Linked DNA regions of Mus musculus: all the other regions are linked to region 5. Evidence: chromatin contacts called from public Hi-C, promoter capture Hi-C and targeted proximity ligation data. All regions are on one chromosome and are shown on one strand. The core of a region is the stretch at or near the end of the contact, and the rest is flanking DNA. Distances in the headings are between cores, read along the strand shown.

The links. Promoter capture Hi-C pulls out the DNA fragments that hold promoters and counts their contacts. Hi-C and Micro-C count contacts between places; a contact is called where the count stands out from the background. Capture Hi-C pulls out chosen DNA fragments and counts their contacts.
Region 1: a contact with region 5 is called in a promoter capture Hi-C map of pre-B cells, with 2.5 times the contacts expected there. A contact is called at or near these places in 5 of 39 promoter capture datasets (the C10 cell line, hippocampal neurons, liver and 1 more), 3 of 484 Hi-C or Micro-C datasets (B cells, muscle stem cells and uterus) and 1 of 9 other capture datasets (adipose tissue).
Region 2: a targeted proximity ligation map of thymic regulatory T cells shows a contact between it and region 5, with 9 times the contacts expected there. A contact is called at or near these places in 3 of 39 promoter capture datasets (the C10 cell line, liver and neutrophils), 2 of 130 datasets of targeted methods (astrocytes and thymic regulatory T cells) and 1 of 9 other capture datasets (adipose tissue).
Region 3: a contact with region 5 is called in a Hi-C map of B cells, with 7 read pairs. A contact is called at or near these places in 1 of 484 Hi-C or Micro-C datasets (B cells), 1 of 130 datasets of targeted methods (thymic regulatory T cells) and 1 of 9 other capture datasets (liver).
Region 4: a contact with region 5 is called in a promoter capture Hi-C map of liver, with 4 times the contacts expected there. A contact is called at or near these places in 2 of 39 promoter capture datasets (cranial neural crest and hippocampal neurons), 1 of 130 datasets of targeted methods (regulatory T cell precursor) and 2 of 9 other capture datasets (adipose tissue and liver).

What each region holds. Positions count from the first base shown.
Region 1 is chr19:10,687,343-10,690,287 of GRCm38.p6, forward strand. Vps37c (vacuolar protein sorting 37C) reads left to right here and starts at 1,393. Exons shown (of 5, transcript NM_181403.3): 1 at 1,393-1,637.
Region 2 is chr19:10,554,363-10,557,292 of GRCm38.p6, forward strand. Tmem216 (transmembrane protein 216) reads right to left here and starts at 1,401. Exons shown (of 5, transcript NM_001277860.1): 1 at 1,351-1,401; 2 at 701-802; 3 at 167-259. The coding sequence starts at 1,363.
Region 3 is chr19:10,523,898-10,526,597 of GRCm38.p6, forward strand. It overlaps Sdhaf2 (succinate dehydrogenase complex assembly factor 2), which reads right to left and starts at 1,312. Exons shown (of 4, transcript NM_025333.4): 1 at 1,162-1,312. The coding sequence starts at 1,197. Cpsf7 (cleavage and polyadenylation specific factor 7) reads left to right here and starts at 1,347. Exons shown (of 10, transcript NM_172302.3): 1 at 1,347-1,430; 2 at 2,055-2,163. The coding sequence starts at 2,110.
Region 4 is chr19:10,202,797-10,205,605 of GRCm38.p6, forward strand. It overlaps Tmem258 (transmembrane protein 258), which reads left to right and starts at 1,406. Exons shown (of 4, transcript NM_026919.1): 1 at 1,406-1,468. The coding sequence starts at 1,466. It overlaps Fen1 (flap structure specific endonuclease 1), which reads right to left and starts at 1,597. Exons shown (of 3, transcript NM_007999.6): 1 at 1,299-1,597; 2 at 892-1,223.
Region 5 is chr19:12,794,750-12,797,648 of GRCm38.p6, forward strand. It overlaps Zfp91 (zinc finger protein 91), which reads right to left and starts at 1,374. Exons shown (of 11, transcript NM_053009.3): 1 at 235-1,374. The coding sequence starts at 584. It overlaps Gm44505 (predicted readthrough transcript (NMD candidate), 44505), which reads right to left and starts at 1,374. Exons shown (of 13, transcript NR_024093.1): 1 at 235-1,374. It also overlaps a transcript of Lpxn not described here.

The DNA.
Region 1 (2,945 bases), core at 143-2,642, 2.1 Mb before region 5:
GTAGGGGAGAGTGTGTGTGTGCAGGGCCTGGGTTGTGTCTCCAGCACAGCATAACACTGTGCACTTGCCAGGTAGAGGTGAGAGCTTACTCTTGACTACTTTGAGAGTTCTAGGACAGCACAGGGGACTTGAGACCTGAGTACCCAGGGACCCCATGAGGTAGTAAAGGGGAGGGAGTTCTGACCAATGGGGACAATGATGATCATTTTAGATCTAGAATATGAAATAGAAAAAGTGGGAGATCTTGATGAAATTCGATGACCCAAAAGAGAAACTTACAAGATGGAAGTCCCCCCTCAAAAATAAATAAATAAATAAATAAATAAAATTGCAACTCTGTTGACTGATTAGAACTTCTTGATTGTGGAAAGCTGGGATGTTACAGGGTCCAATTAACTGATAATTATTGTTATTCTCCTTAATAAATGTTGCTCACTTCTGTGCCTTACCTCATATCAATGTGATTATCGGGTAAACCTTTTGGGATGCACTAACTCAGCAGACCCCAAAGCTAAAATGTAATCAAATAGCACCTCAGACCCAAACAGAGATTTTCCCTAATTTCTCATTACCCACTGGCCTGATGGTCCCAGCAATGTATTTGTAAAATGCCTTGGGGTAGCCTTATTCTGTTACTGTACAGACTTCACAAAAGCACTTTTACATTGGAACATGTTATTTAAGGCAACCTGAACCTGTGTCCCATGTCATGGTCACTCTTTCTTGGCTCTCTCCTTCTCTTTGAGGTGAGATCCATTTTGGGTGGACAGAAGTCAGAGTCAAGTGAAGGTGGAGGCCTCTGACACTGAGCCTGGTATCACTTAGGGCCTTTGGACTTCTCGTTGTATGACCCAGCAATTACCATTTTGAAGAGGCCAATTTGTGCTGGTCTCTGCCACTAGCAACAAAAGTTCTAATGTATAACAAAGGGTGGCAGGGTTTTCTTAGGCTGGAAGCTAATCTAACCACTGCAGCCAAAGTGGAATGGCGTTCACCTCTCAGGGCTGGTTTGTTTCCATCCCTTCCTGAGGCTTGTCACTCTGGGCGAGTGAGGATGGATCAAGTCTGACGCTTACACACTCATCTACAGACGAGTAAGAGCAATCTACGGTCCTGACAAAGGGTGATTTTTTAGGAAAGCTCAGAGCTGTTAGCAGTGTCTGAAGGGGACTCAGGACCGCAGCCATTCTAGTCCTGAGGCCAAACTATAAAAAGGAGTGTGCGCAGCAGGCCGGGGATACCGTGGTGCAATAAGAGCCCATCTGGAGCCTCCCTTTGGAAGTTCCACGCTTGTCTCAGGATATTCAGAGCAAACGAAGGGACGCCTGCAAGTCTGCGCAGGCGTACTCGCAATGGGCGGAGTCCTACGGCGGGGGCGGGGCTAGGGGTGGTGCCTTCCCCCGCGCGGGCGGGGCCGAGTGGCCTTCCGCGGGTGTGGCGCCTGAAGCCACCAGCGTCTGAGTGCAGGTATCGTGGCCACCCCTAGGCCTACAAGGCAGGACACTCGGGGCGCGGCGGAGGGGCAGTGCGGCTCGTTCTCAGCTGGACGCGGGAGTAAGTCACATCCGGTAGAGGCGGGGCTCGTGGATCCCGGAAGTGCGGGCAGCGGCTGATTGCCCGCGGTAGCGGCGGCCCCGGTAGGTGAGCGCCGCTGGGGAAGGTCTCGGGCGGCGGCGGGCAGCGGCCTACCGTGCCGGGGGCGTTGCCGGCGAACTCAGAGATGGGTTTCCTGGCCGAAGCCGGCGATTGGGCGCGATGGGCGCGTGACTCCCCGCGGGCCTGCGCCCCTGCAGTGGGGTGGGAGGGATGGACGGTGGGAGGCTGTCCTCGCCGGTCGCCTCAGCCCCGCCCCCTCCCACCTATCCGCTAACGCCACGCAACCCTTCACCCTCTGTAGGAGTACCTTGTGGCCTTTGTGTCATTAAGAGCCTCTTTGCCCCTTGTACGGATTGGGAAACTGAGGCCTGTGTGTATTCTGACTTGCCCCTGCGATATAGTGGAGTTAGAGGGACTCTGGCCTTTGTCTTGCTGGCCTGTATCATTCCCCAGGTTAGCAATAGGTAAGGGTTCTTCCCCTTTCTTCTGGACCCCGACTTGAACTGTCCAGCATGGCTGAGCCATCCTTACTTCTGGGCCTTCCAGGTGTATGGTCCCAGCATGTGCCTGGTTCTGCTTTGTTTCTCCCCTCACAGCCGTTTAGGGGTGTTCTTTCACTTTTTTTTGGTGGGCCAAGACATTCCCAGAGATGTGTTTGAGTTACTGGTAGAGTGGACTATCATCAGGGTCACATTTCTTGAGTCCAGCCTATACCTTGTCAATCAGATTTGGGCTAGCCACCTTGAGCCAAGAAACTTCACGGATACCAGGGCTCCTTCATCGCTCCCTGCATATTTTCCAGGTGTCTCTACCAATAGCGTGCCACTCCACATTCAGTGACTGTCAGTCCTGCAGCTAGAAATGGTGGTGATAGAGGGACTTAGAAGGGAAAGACTCTTCTTTGCTTGGGGCCCAGGGAGGGCCCTGATCTGGGGATTGTGGAACTGAGGGCTGCTGGGTGAAATGGTGGACTCTGAAATGAGTCTTTGTTCTTGGCAGTCATAGTGCCCAGAAAAAAAAAAAAGCCTTTTTCGTAAGATTGTCTTGGAAATCTGGCCCAGTGCCTTTGTAATTTCCATTAAGTAGAAAACATGATGGAGTGCTTCAGTGGGGCTGTTTTCTGTTGCTGTTTTGCCAAGCAGTAGTTCTGATTGCTTGTGTGGCTGTCCTTGCTGGGTACTGTTTTGGGGGTGTTTTACACTGGTTACTGGATATAGAGAACACCTCTGAGTGACTGGTGACCCGTTTACAGAATTGGCTACTATCAACCAATGAGTGGCTGTTAGATTTTTTTTTTTTAACAAAGCAAATGAGTCTTTAACTCTAATACTGCCTTCCAGACGCCTCAG
Region 2 (2,930 bases), core at 151-2,650, 2.2 Mb before region 5:
TGACCTAGAATATGAAGCGGCAGCTTGAAGCCTCAGGGAAGAAGCAATGGTATATACATTACCAGATCCACTCTGATAGTGAGCCTAGGTTCTTTGTCTTGTTAATCAAGTTACAGGCTCCAGCATGTCTCATAAGCAATGGAAATATTTTCTGAACAACACTCACCGAAAAACAATCGTATGACTTCAATGCCAAGATAGAGCAGCAGCATCACCACATCCAGGACTAAGTTGGCTGTTGGGTACGGCAACAGGAGCCCTACAGGAGGGAAAGCCAGAGTATGCACACACCACCTAGCTAACGGTCAGCCCCACGGCCCCACAAGGATGGACGGCCACAAACCCGGGACAAGGATACCAACCAGTCTTAACATCTCACAAATCAGCAAGGTATAGATTGTTACAGCTACAGGCTTTAAGTTTCCAAGTCCTGACTCTGCCAAATGACTGAATTATAATGGTACACAGATCTGAATATTTTAGTAAAGAGAGATGGGGAAAGAGTTGGGATGGAGAAACCCACATTTCTCAAACTCAAGTCTTGCTGAAAGACATCCTATTTGATCATTCTAAAGCCATTAGTTGGAGAGACTTCTGCCTTGCAATGGAGATGCCGCTAGGACCAGAAGATAGAAGGTTCTTGGAGTATGCTAAAGTGGAAAAGGGTTGCTGGGGCAGAGGCAGATAGGCCCAGGCTTACCTTTGTACAGGAAAATAAGGAGCTCCAGCAGGAAATAGGTAGCATAGTACCACCCATTCAGAAAGAACAGGACTTCCAGGGGGGTTGAGGACAATCTTTTATCTGAAAGAAAGCAAAACAAAGAATGGGCAGGGCAGCTAGAGCTCTACTCTGTTCTGTGTGAAGGTTCTTTGTAATCCGGAGAAATCACAAGATTATTGTGAATGAGGGAGAAACTTCTGATTGCTAATGACGTGAGTGTTGGTGTGGCAGGAACTGCCTTCAATCTCCTTTCTCAGGAATCACTTTGACATCTACTTCTCTGACAATTCAGCTATAATCACAGCTGAGAGGCACCTCAAATATTCAACCCTGTCACTTCTGAGGGGGAAATTGAGGCACAGAAACTAATTCTGTCCAAGGCGGGAGGATTCATAACTGAGCCATCCCAGAATAGGGCCAGCCGGGGATTTTTAAGAGTACGGTATTCGAGTACCCATGCAGGCACTCGGGGTGATCAGAACAACCCAAGCCCGATTTAGACAAGTGAAGAGTAAGACCCCGACTTTTAGAAATGGAGGATTAGGTCGAGCTCTGGAGACAGAGAGGTGGAGGGGGCTGGCAGGTACCCGTGGGATAAGGGGCAGAGACACACACCTCCAGAGTCTCACCTCGCGGCGCCATGTTCAGTCCCCATGGAAACTGCGTACACTGCAGCGCCCGGAGCAATGCGGCGCTGCCGGAAGCGCGGCACCGAGCCGCCCGGTCTTCTGGCCGCTCTGCCTGCCGGTGCTACTCTATGGTTACCCCACCGGCCGCGCCCATGCACAGAACAGCGCCAGCCGTCAACCACCTACAGTGGTCTAGGGGGAGGATGGGGTTTTAAACGACGGCAGAGAGACCAGAACACTTCTCCAGCTGAACTCTCTCCATCCCCGGCGTCATGGCGTAGGTCGTTAGTGGCCCGGTGTGGCCGAGTAGTTGGAGGATCGGCCCTGCGCCCACCATTCTCTTTTCTACTGCATGTGTTTTTTTTAAAAACACCCCATGCCACTGTCGTGCAAAAGGCTTACCTGGAGCCTATGTAAACACCAAAACCGTTGAAGATAGAATGTCCTTTCTAGGAGTACAAGGGAAAACAGCGGTGCTATAATGAGATTCTCCTGCGACCCAAAGAGTGCAAGGGTGTTGAAAGGAGACAGCGTCTGGCCAGTTGGAAATTGAGAAATGTTTCCAACAAGCTTGCGCTATGAACGAACCCTGGCCGCAATTTGAAGCAAGAGCGTGTTGTTGCAGGCAGGGGGTGAAAGAGTAAGATTTCTGAAAAGACTCCAGCTGTCAGCCCTTAGAGTATGGCAGTCAGTCAACAAATAACGGGAGAGAGTAAGTAACCTGTAATGAAAGTGCTATTTCCCTACCTAGTAGGAGTGTGGATAAAGGCAGTAATTGTTGCTTCTCAAAGCAGGTCCTCACTCCGGGAGAATAATTTAAGTAGAAGCCTCCCTCCATCACTCCCCACCTCCACCTCTGCTCTCCTTCCTCCTTCACTTCTGCTTGTGCCTTCCACTGCCTTATTCAGGTCTGGTTTAGTTTGGCTAGACAGGTCTCCTATGTAGGCTAGGCAGGCCTCAAATTCTCCTGCCTCTGCTTCCCGTCCAGTACAGGGGTTTCAAGTGGGTGTCACAATGTTCTGGCAGGTCTTAAATGGAATTCTAAGTTCCCACTAAAGGACCACGGCAAGGTGAGGTGATGGAGAAAGCCCTGGTCCCTGCACCCCATCTGAACTACCTTCATACACACCCCTGCTCTGAGTCTCAGAGGAAAGGAGGGTGGACCAGTTGCTTGTTTTTGTAAATTATGGGTCTTAAATCACTCTGCCTAAACATTTTGATATTGTATACACATATAGTTCTCATGCTACAGTGAAAAGTTTACCCATTGTCAACAGAGATGATATAATCTATAGCCTTAATATCACCTGGTTGGTTAAGAAAATGATGCTGTTTCATGTCAGGATGCCACAACAGCATAGGTACCAAAAGTGGACACAGACTAAGTCAGTAACCTGCAGGAACCTTAGAATATGCAGCTGGGTCTCCTGCCCTCTGGGGTCTAACCCAAAGCTTGGGGCTGCTAAGCAAACACTCCCCACTGGGCTTTATCTATAGCCGTGCTCTTACACACTTTTCTTTAGTAAGCCACAAATAAAACTCAGCCCCAGGCTGGAGAGACGGCTCAGTGGTTAAGAGCA
Region 3 (2,700 bases), core at 62-2,561, 2.3 Mb before region 5:
AGAGAGCAGAGCAACCAGCTGGTCATGGTGCCTCATGACTGTAATCCACGCACTTGAGAGGCTAGATCAGAACTACTATGAAGCTGAGGAGTTTTAGTACCTAAAAAACAGGGTAGCAAGGAAGGAGGAGGGAACACTGAACAACTTAAAAGAGTGTTAACAAAACTACAGCATTGCAGAAACACCGACACACTTAAAACACCCTCCTCTGGCCTTCATGGGCACCTACACACATAGTATGCATAAACTCACAAAGGCAGATAAACACATGTACATACTTTTTTAGTCTAAAAAAAAGAATAAGAAAAGAAAATGCGATTGCCTAGCAGGCAAGGCTCTGGGTTTGGTGCTTAGCACAAACAACAAAATTGTCATATGTGATATAAAGAATATTACATAGTATTAAGGAGTTAGCAGTAAAGTATAATAATCATAAATATATGTGGATCTAATAGAGCACTCAAATATATGGAAGAGACACTTGACAGAACTGGTGGGGGAACACAACAGATTTTAATGCCACATTTTAATAAGGAATAGAATATATAGATGTCGGAATCAATACTAGACAACCAGAACAATACTAATTTAAGAATATTTAACTGAGATATACAGGCATTCCACACAAGAGATCATACATTCCTCTCAAATGTACAGATAATTATGCCCAGGAGATCACAAGTTGTCAAAAAACATGTCTTGATAAGTTTAAGATAAACCATACCAACTAGCTTTCAACACTACTGGAATAAAAACGGAAAATTCTCAAACATTTAAAACCAAGATGAGACAGGAGAATTACGAATTTGAGGCCAGCCTGAGTAACAAATTAAAACCGGCTTTTAAAAGGGAGACGGGGGAAGAAGCTCAAGAAAAGCTAGGAGGCTTTCGGGGGAGGTTCGGTAACTGTTCCTGGTATGCGTTGAGTCTCACACGGTGACTGGCCACCTAACCACATATTACCCAGTATTCTCACTCGAGCACACCGTGGGCTCAGGAAAGAATGGAAAATTCCCTGCATGATCGGCTCCAGCCTGCGCCTCGCCTTGAGGGGACCATTCCCTGGTCTGTGGGGTAGGTGAACTCTCCCTACAGTCTCCACGGCACAGAGGAGGACGAAACAGTCTTAGCTGCAGCCCGCCCCGAACCCGGCTCTCTCACCCGCGCCAGCGTCGGGATCAAGGTGACCACCGCCATCTCTCTCTTATAGCACAGTAAGCTGGCAACCGGGCCACTTCCGGGAATTCCGGGCGGTCGATCTGAGGACTTCAGCGGAGGTGGACCCCAAGCCGGAAGGCGCAACCGAGCGTATGGCGGAAGTAGCGGTGCGTGTGACGCCGCCGGTGGGGGGGGGGCGGGACCTGGGGCGGAGAGCGGTTCGCGCGCTTCGGGCCTAGTCGGGACTCTCCGCGGCCGCCGCCATATTCCCGGTAACGGGGGCGCGCGGCCCGGGGCCGGCGGGGCCGGAAGGAGGGCGGGGGCCGGCGCCGCGGAAGGGAGGGGGTCGGTTGGGGTGGCGGCGGCGGAAGACAGCGGGTGGAGGGAAGCGCGGGCCTCTGAGGGAGGGGCTGAGGTCCTGGAGCTGTGGGAGGGAGCAGGGCAGGCCTAGCCTAGGGCGAGGACAGGGCCCCGTTGGTGTGGAGGCGGCGGGAGCTTCCGGGCCCGCGGGGGCTCCGGCTTGGGACGCCCCCTGGGCCTAGCAGGTGCGACGGGCTGAGCTTGCGGCGTTCGCCGCGGTGGTTCACAGCGCGGCCTGAGGGCCCTCTCAGGAGTCGAGGCCCGGACTTGGCGGTGGCGCCATAGGCAACTACGGGCGCCGACTCGGAGCACCTCGGGTCGGGCCCGCGGGTGATGGGCAGCGAGCTCCGCGAGCCCGAGCGGCCTGGGAGAGCTGGGGGCGGCGCGAGGCTGGGGGCGGGGCAGAGCGGGTGGGGCCAGGCTCCCGGCCGCCGGGATGCTGCGTCTTGGGAGACTAGAGCTTGTTGACCCTTGCCCTCCTCCCAGCCTGGGACCCTTGTGCCTTAAAATTTTTTACCCTTTTCTGAATACCGTAGTGGCATCTTTCTTACTTTGTCGGTTCTCCGGGCTCGAGAGCGTATTTCCGGAGCCATGTCAGAAGGAGTGGATTTGATTGATATATACGCTGATGAAGAGTTCAATCAGGTGAGAGGAATTAGCAGCAGTTTTGGGGTTTCTTCCATCAATCTACTGGCAGTGGTTTCTCTCTCAGCTCAAAATAATTCCCTGTAATATCGAAGCGTTTCCCCCTAGCGGTGGCTTTGAAGACGACTGACCATTCCTCTTTAGGTTAATTTGAACCTCCAGGCTTCAATTTTAAAGGGCTTGCTTTAAGAGCAAATAAAAACCCAAGTGTAATAGTATGGTGAATCAGCCTGTGGAATTCTTTCCCCAAGTCATTTCAAAGTTGAATGACTAACCATAATTAAAAATGAAAATTACATTTGTTGTAGTACTGCGGAGATAATTTCGATGCTTGTTACTTTGCTGTTCTCTCAACTTGTGGCTCGAGCATGTTGGTCCCTCCCCCTGCTTGGTCCCCTCCCAATGGTGTACCATGAAATTACTTTAAAAGCCACAGTATACCAACTGCTTTAAAGGTGGAATTCCAGTGCCACTCCAAGTGTTTCAGTCTTTTTAAATAGCTTGACTGTCCTTTTTGAGAAGTCTCTGGGCATCCAT
Region 4 (2,809 bases), core at 156-2,655, 2.6 Mb before region 5:
AGGCCTGCTTCTCTCTTTGGTCTTCTTCCTGCCCTCCTTCCTTACTTCTTCCTGGTTCGTATTACTGTGGTTCCTCTAAGAATACAAGCAGCAAAAACTCAGTCTTAAGGCTAAAGACTGTAGCTCTCCCTGGTACAGTGGCTTGCCTAGCATGCATGGAGTCCCATGTTGAATCCTCAGACCAGAAATCAAATAAAAAACTCATCCTTGAATCTGGTATTCTGTGTGTGGGTATAACAATGGGGACTGAGCTAGAGCCCTCACTCCTGCTAGCAAGTGCTCTACATCTTCAAGATTGTGTAACACAAGTCACTTCTGAGTTGTTAAATAAGAATGAATAACCATTTCTGCCTTGCAGAACCGGTCAACCAAAAACCCAGATGGAATACACACATCACCAGATGCCGTGCCATGTTCCCTAGTCAACCATATGGTTCACACCTCACTTACTACGTTGCTAGAATGAATACAGGCTATTACCACCCATCATGTCACACAGAGGGAAACCTGTTCTGTCCTGATAGTCTCAGTCCCGCCTCCACAGGACCTTCCAGATAGCAAAGCCTTAAATGAAATGGCTGCAGGCAGGATAAAAACACACCTAGTTCCCCTGCTCCCCACTCCCCAGAGGCCTACTGATTAATCACCGTATTAACTGGGCCCCACTGTTCTACGGAGTCTTCCAGACTTCCCTTCACCAGAAATGTCCTTGGGGCTTTTCCAACACCTGCCTCAGTCAGAAATACAAGAAAGCACTGTCTCTGGATGTCAGCAGAACATGAACCCATTTCCTTATTAAAGGCACAGAACTTCCCCGCTCCATACTCCTCACAAGGGCCCTAGGATGAACACGCTCTGGTCTCTGAGTCCTCACTGGAAGGAGGGTACTACCTTCTTCCTACCGGCGAAGAGGAATGTTCGGAGCAGAGCGAATGGCCCAAGCCCGGGCTGCCCGGTGCTGTTCCCGCGGCTCTGCCGCTTTCAGAGACGCTTCCGCGAGACCTCACCCCGTCTCGAGTGCACGAGCCTTAAGCAGCTAGCAGTGGTTTGGAGTCCACAGCGTTCTCTGGACAGTCCCGAGCCCGTTCTTTCAGTATCGTTCCCAGCTTCGCCGCCTTCCAAAGCCCGCGCTCTCGTCACGTGATCTGCCAGGCGCGAACAGCCTCCTGGGAAATGTAGTGTATGCCCCACCAGGTCCGATAGCAGCTTTCATAGTGGGCGTTCTTTCTGGGGAAAAAATGAATTAAAACCTAAACTTCACACCACCCTTTCCCACAGTCCGACTCCATGCTACTCACAGCAGGTCCGCATAGTCCTAGTTCCCGTTACTCCTGAGAACATGGGACTACAAGTCCCACAATGCCACGCGCAAGGGACCACATCCTTTTCCTGTTGCTCAGTGCGCTTGCTCCTGCCGACGTGTTCTTCCGGTGGCGGATCGGTGGTTTATCCTGTGCGGGGCAAAATGGTGAGATGATGGGAGTTAACGGACAGTGCTGTGGCCAGGACCTAGGGCTCTTGTGTGCCCGGTCCTCACCGCGTTCTTCCGCGGAGGCCTCAGTATGGAGTGCCCGGTGGGTGGGACGCCGCTGAAACTCTAGTTTGAGTTAGGGACGGGAAAGCAAGCCCCTTACCGTGTATTCCTCAGGCTGAGGTTTCCATCACAATGTGCTTATGATGTTGTTGACTATAATTCTGAAGGTCACAGGGTGCACTTTGAAAACCTTCGCGTTTTTATTTTTCTTTCTTATGATCAGTTATCTCTATCTGGAAGGATTCCCTTGCTGAAATCTTACTTATCCCGCAAGGCCCTTGTATAAATACCATTTCCTGGTAAAACACTTGTAACTCTCATAGGTACTTGTCTTGTCTTCTGGGAGCTCTCAGTCTGTACACACCTCTTGCCACGTTTCCTGGACTTCTTTTTTTTAATCTGCCACGCCTCCTAGTGACCACCATCTGACGTGCATCTAGTTCTGGGATGATGTCTATTCGTCTTTGTATTCCTGTTGCCCAACACTGGGCCTGCATTTGGAGGTTCCATAAATGGCAGCGATTGTCCTTGGCTCTTTTAGGGGGGAAGGGGGACATAATTGTTTACTGAATTGAATTCCTGTGTCTCCTAGAACAATGGGCTCAGTCTACTTCTCTGGAGTTGTTATGTTCTGGACTTTAGAAACATTGGCAAGAAAGTGACAATGGAAGTTAACATTTGTACAGAACTTTACGTTTATAGCCCTTTCACAGGGATTATCTCATCGTCTTCTCTGCAACTTTAGGAAGGAAACAAATACCTATTGAGCAGTTACTCTGTGCCGGGCAGTAAACTAGATGTGTCAACATTCATCTTTCTCCAATCATGCATCAGCCCTGTGACACAAACAGTGTTATAACTACTTAACTCAGACTGAGGATTCAGTAGGGCCAGAATTATCCCAATTGTCTTCTGCCAGGAGATCCCCGTGGCTCCCCCCTAAGGCAATGAAAAGCAGTACTCCTACATTAGAATTTGAGCTGTCTGTACTAGTGTAGGCTCCGGCTTCCTGTACAAATTAACGGCTTAGAGTCTGGACACAGATCCAAAAGCAGTGGGAATTGTGGGCAAGCGTTTTTCTTTAGGTGTCTTCCCCCAGACAGATCCATGACTTACATAGTGATCATTAGCTAGAAACCCCTAAGAGCCATTATCCTCTGACTCTTAGCTGCTCTTATCTCACTGAAAGTGGCTGCTGCCATTCTTTGTTGTTATTGTTGTTTGTTTTATTTCCCAGTGTTGGGGATCACACTTAAGACTTCATGCATGCTAGGC
Region 5 (2,899 bases), core at 124-2,623:
AGCAGGCGGGAGGCAGAGGGCGTGCAGCCTGCACTGGGCGACTTCGGGCGTGGGCTGGCGGCCACAGGCAGTGAAGCAGCCGGAGCCCGGCCGCCAGCGGCGTGACATCTGGCGTGCCGAGCCGGCAGGGGGCAGAGCAAGCAGGGTGTCACGTGGAGCGGGCGCTACGGGAGCCGGGAGGGGAGAGAGAACTAGAGGGGGGTCTTCCCCAACGCTTCAAAGACTGTTACTCACTGGAGTCGCGGACTCTTCTTGCCCTGAGCAGGAGACGGGGGCTTCGCGGCCGCGGGCTGATGCCCTGGGCCGTCGGGAGGCCTGTTGCTGGGGCTGCTCCTCCGCCGGCGGGGATACTCGGCCTTTCTCCGGCGGGACACAGCGGCAGCGGCGGCGGCGGCGGCCGCAGCGGTCCGGCCGCGGTCCCGACCTCCCCTCAGCACGCGGCTGCTCGCGGTCTCTGCAGGCGCCGCCGGCGCCGCCGCCGCGCCGGGCCGGAGCTCCTCCGAAGCCGCGTCGGCCGCCGCTGCTGGGCCCCCTTCCTGGTCCTGCTGCTCCGGGGATCGCGGCTCCTCCGTCTCCCCCGGCATCGGGGCTCGTCCGTCCCCCACCCCTGCGTCCCAGGCGGTGGAGGCGGCGGCGCCCGCGGCGCAGCTCCCCCCGCCCCCCTCGGCTCCCGGAGCGTCCGGCTCCCTCACTCCGGAGCGCCTCTCTCCCCCCCGCCCCTCCGCCCGTTCCGAGGGCGCCCCCCCCCACCCGCCCCCTGCCACTCAAGCCAGCGACCGCCGGCGGCGCGCACGCGCGCACCCGGACGGACACGCAGCGGGCCAATCGGAGGGGAGGATCGGCCCCCCTGGCCCGGCCCCTCGCGGTCTCACACGCAGCAGCGCACTCGGTGCCCTCCCCCACCCCTTCCTCCAACCAATCAGGAAACGGCTCCGAGGGAGAGCGCGAGGTTTCCTTGCCCGCGCGCCCGTTCTCACCGTTAAACGGCTGCGTCTCGCGACAATCCCAAAGTGACCTTTCTCCCCCCCCACTTTGGAGTTCGGCTCAAGCTAGGGGCGGTGGGAGGGGCAGGGCTGGCGAGGGCGGAGGCGAGGACAAAACGCACCGTTCTCAGCCGCGCGCGCACCCCCCTGCCGGCTGCGCGCGCACCTGCCTCCCGGAGGCGCCGCTGTCCCCTCAAGGGTTCTTACTAGCCTAAGAAGTAGCCTGGACGTTATCCCGCCTCCACCCAGACCCCCACCTTCCTGCTCTGGCCTTTCTGTCCCCAGCGCCGCCAGCTCTCGAGGGGAGAAGTGGTAAATTATTTGAGTTGCAGCTTCTCCTTTAAGAAAAAAAAGGCCCTGTCCGTTGCCGGATGAAAGTCTCTGAAAAAATGGCGGCGATAGGATAGAGGCGGGGCCGAGGGGACAGCGCGGGATAGTCGTGAGGCGCACGCGCAGGGCCAACTTCGCCGAGGGCACTCTGGGAGACGTAGTCCTATTTACTCTGCGCTTCCAGAGAAATCATGGGAAACTAGAGGCAGAGGGAAGGCTGGGAGCGTCTATCTGAGGTCTGAGATTACGTTTTAGCGAGGCATTGCTTCCGGGTTAGGTCGCGACGCCTGCGTACAACTGGCAAAAATATTGAGCCAATTACAGGCTAGGGGTCCCTGGGAGAGAATCCTACTTCTTTTAATCTTTTTTTGTGTAAGTGCTCCGAAGTGCCCTCGTCATAGTCTTTACTTACTTCGGTCTGGTCATTTGACGCCTCCTCTGCGACCTGTTAGCTACGCTCCTTTTTATTCCTCCATCTTGTGTTGAGCCTCTCACTTGTGAAGCCCAGGAGGTTAGGGACTCGTTCTGCGTCTGTCAACTTAATTTTAATAAAACGTGTAGGACGAAGTGTAAAGTTGTTTCCTGGTAGGGATGGGGCGCCACGGAATTGCCGTTGGCTGTGGTGCTGGAGCTGGAGAGCCGGTTAGCGTGACTCACTGATTTTTTTGTGGATAAGTTAGCTGTCGCTCACGTTCTCCACCCCGAGGCTGAATGCCTTTGCGGTCTGTAGATGTTTCTGCGGCACAGGAAACACAGTCATAATAGCAGCTCTGACTAGCGTTTACAGCTAAGTACCTTCCTGATGGGGAAAGGGGGCTTTCCAATCGTTCAAACCGCAACTGGTGGTAATGCAGCCTCTTATACGTTTGTATGCATTTCTTTCCCTCTTAAACATTGTTTGCATTCCTTGGGTTGCCTTTTACACATTGCAACCAGGAAACGACTTTCAAGGAGACTCCTTACACTTCGAAGATGCAAACGTCTTAAGTTAAAATCTACACAACAGTATGGAAAGATACAAAGTTTGGAAATCTGATTCAGAATTTTATATTAGCCATTAAATTTTAGACTTTTAAAGAAGTTCATTTTTCTTTCTTCTTTTCCTCCCAGCATCTGGCTCATTTGCCACACAGATAAGGCAAATGTTTTATAGTCTACCGAGTTTTGCGCTTTCAAAGGATTAGTGTCCTTTTCAGTTCTAAAACCCGACGGTATCAGTAGGAATGAATTTTCTAGCGCTGTTTGCAATGAGCACGTTTGGAACAGCACTGACATCCAATGGCTGCTTAAAGTAATACAAAAAGCGAGCCTCTTAAAAAAGGTTTTAGTAAAATGAATGACTTGTTCCTTTTAAAAGATGATCATTACAAAACTATCCCTTTATTCTATTCTTCTAGCCAGTTATTACTCCCTATTCCTGTTAGTCTCTTGGTAAACACTGGGACAAAACCCACTTCACAGGGCCATACTTATAGTTCTTTATATACTGCCTTTTCTAGGCAATTTTCTGTTAAATGCGTTTGTTGTTTGTTTGTTTCCTTTTGAGATGAACAAAGGCACAATAAGATAAAAATCTACCTCTCTCA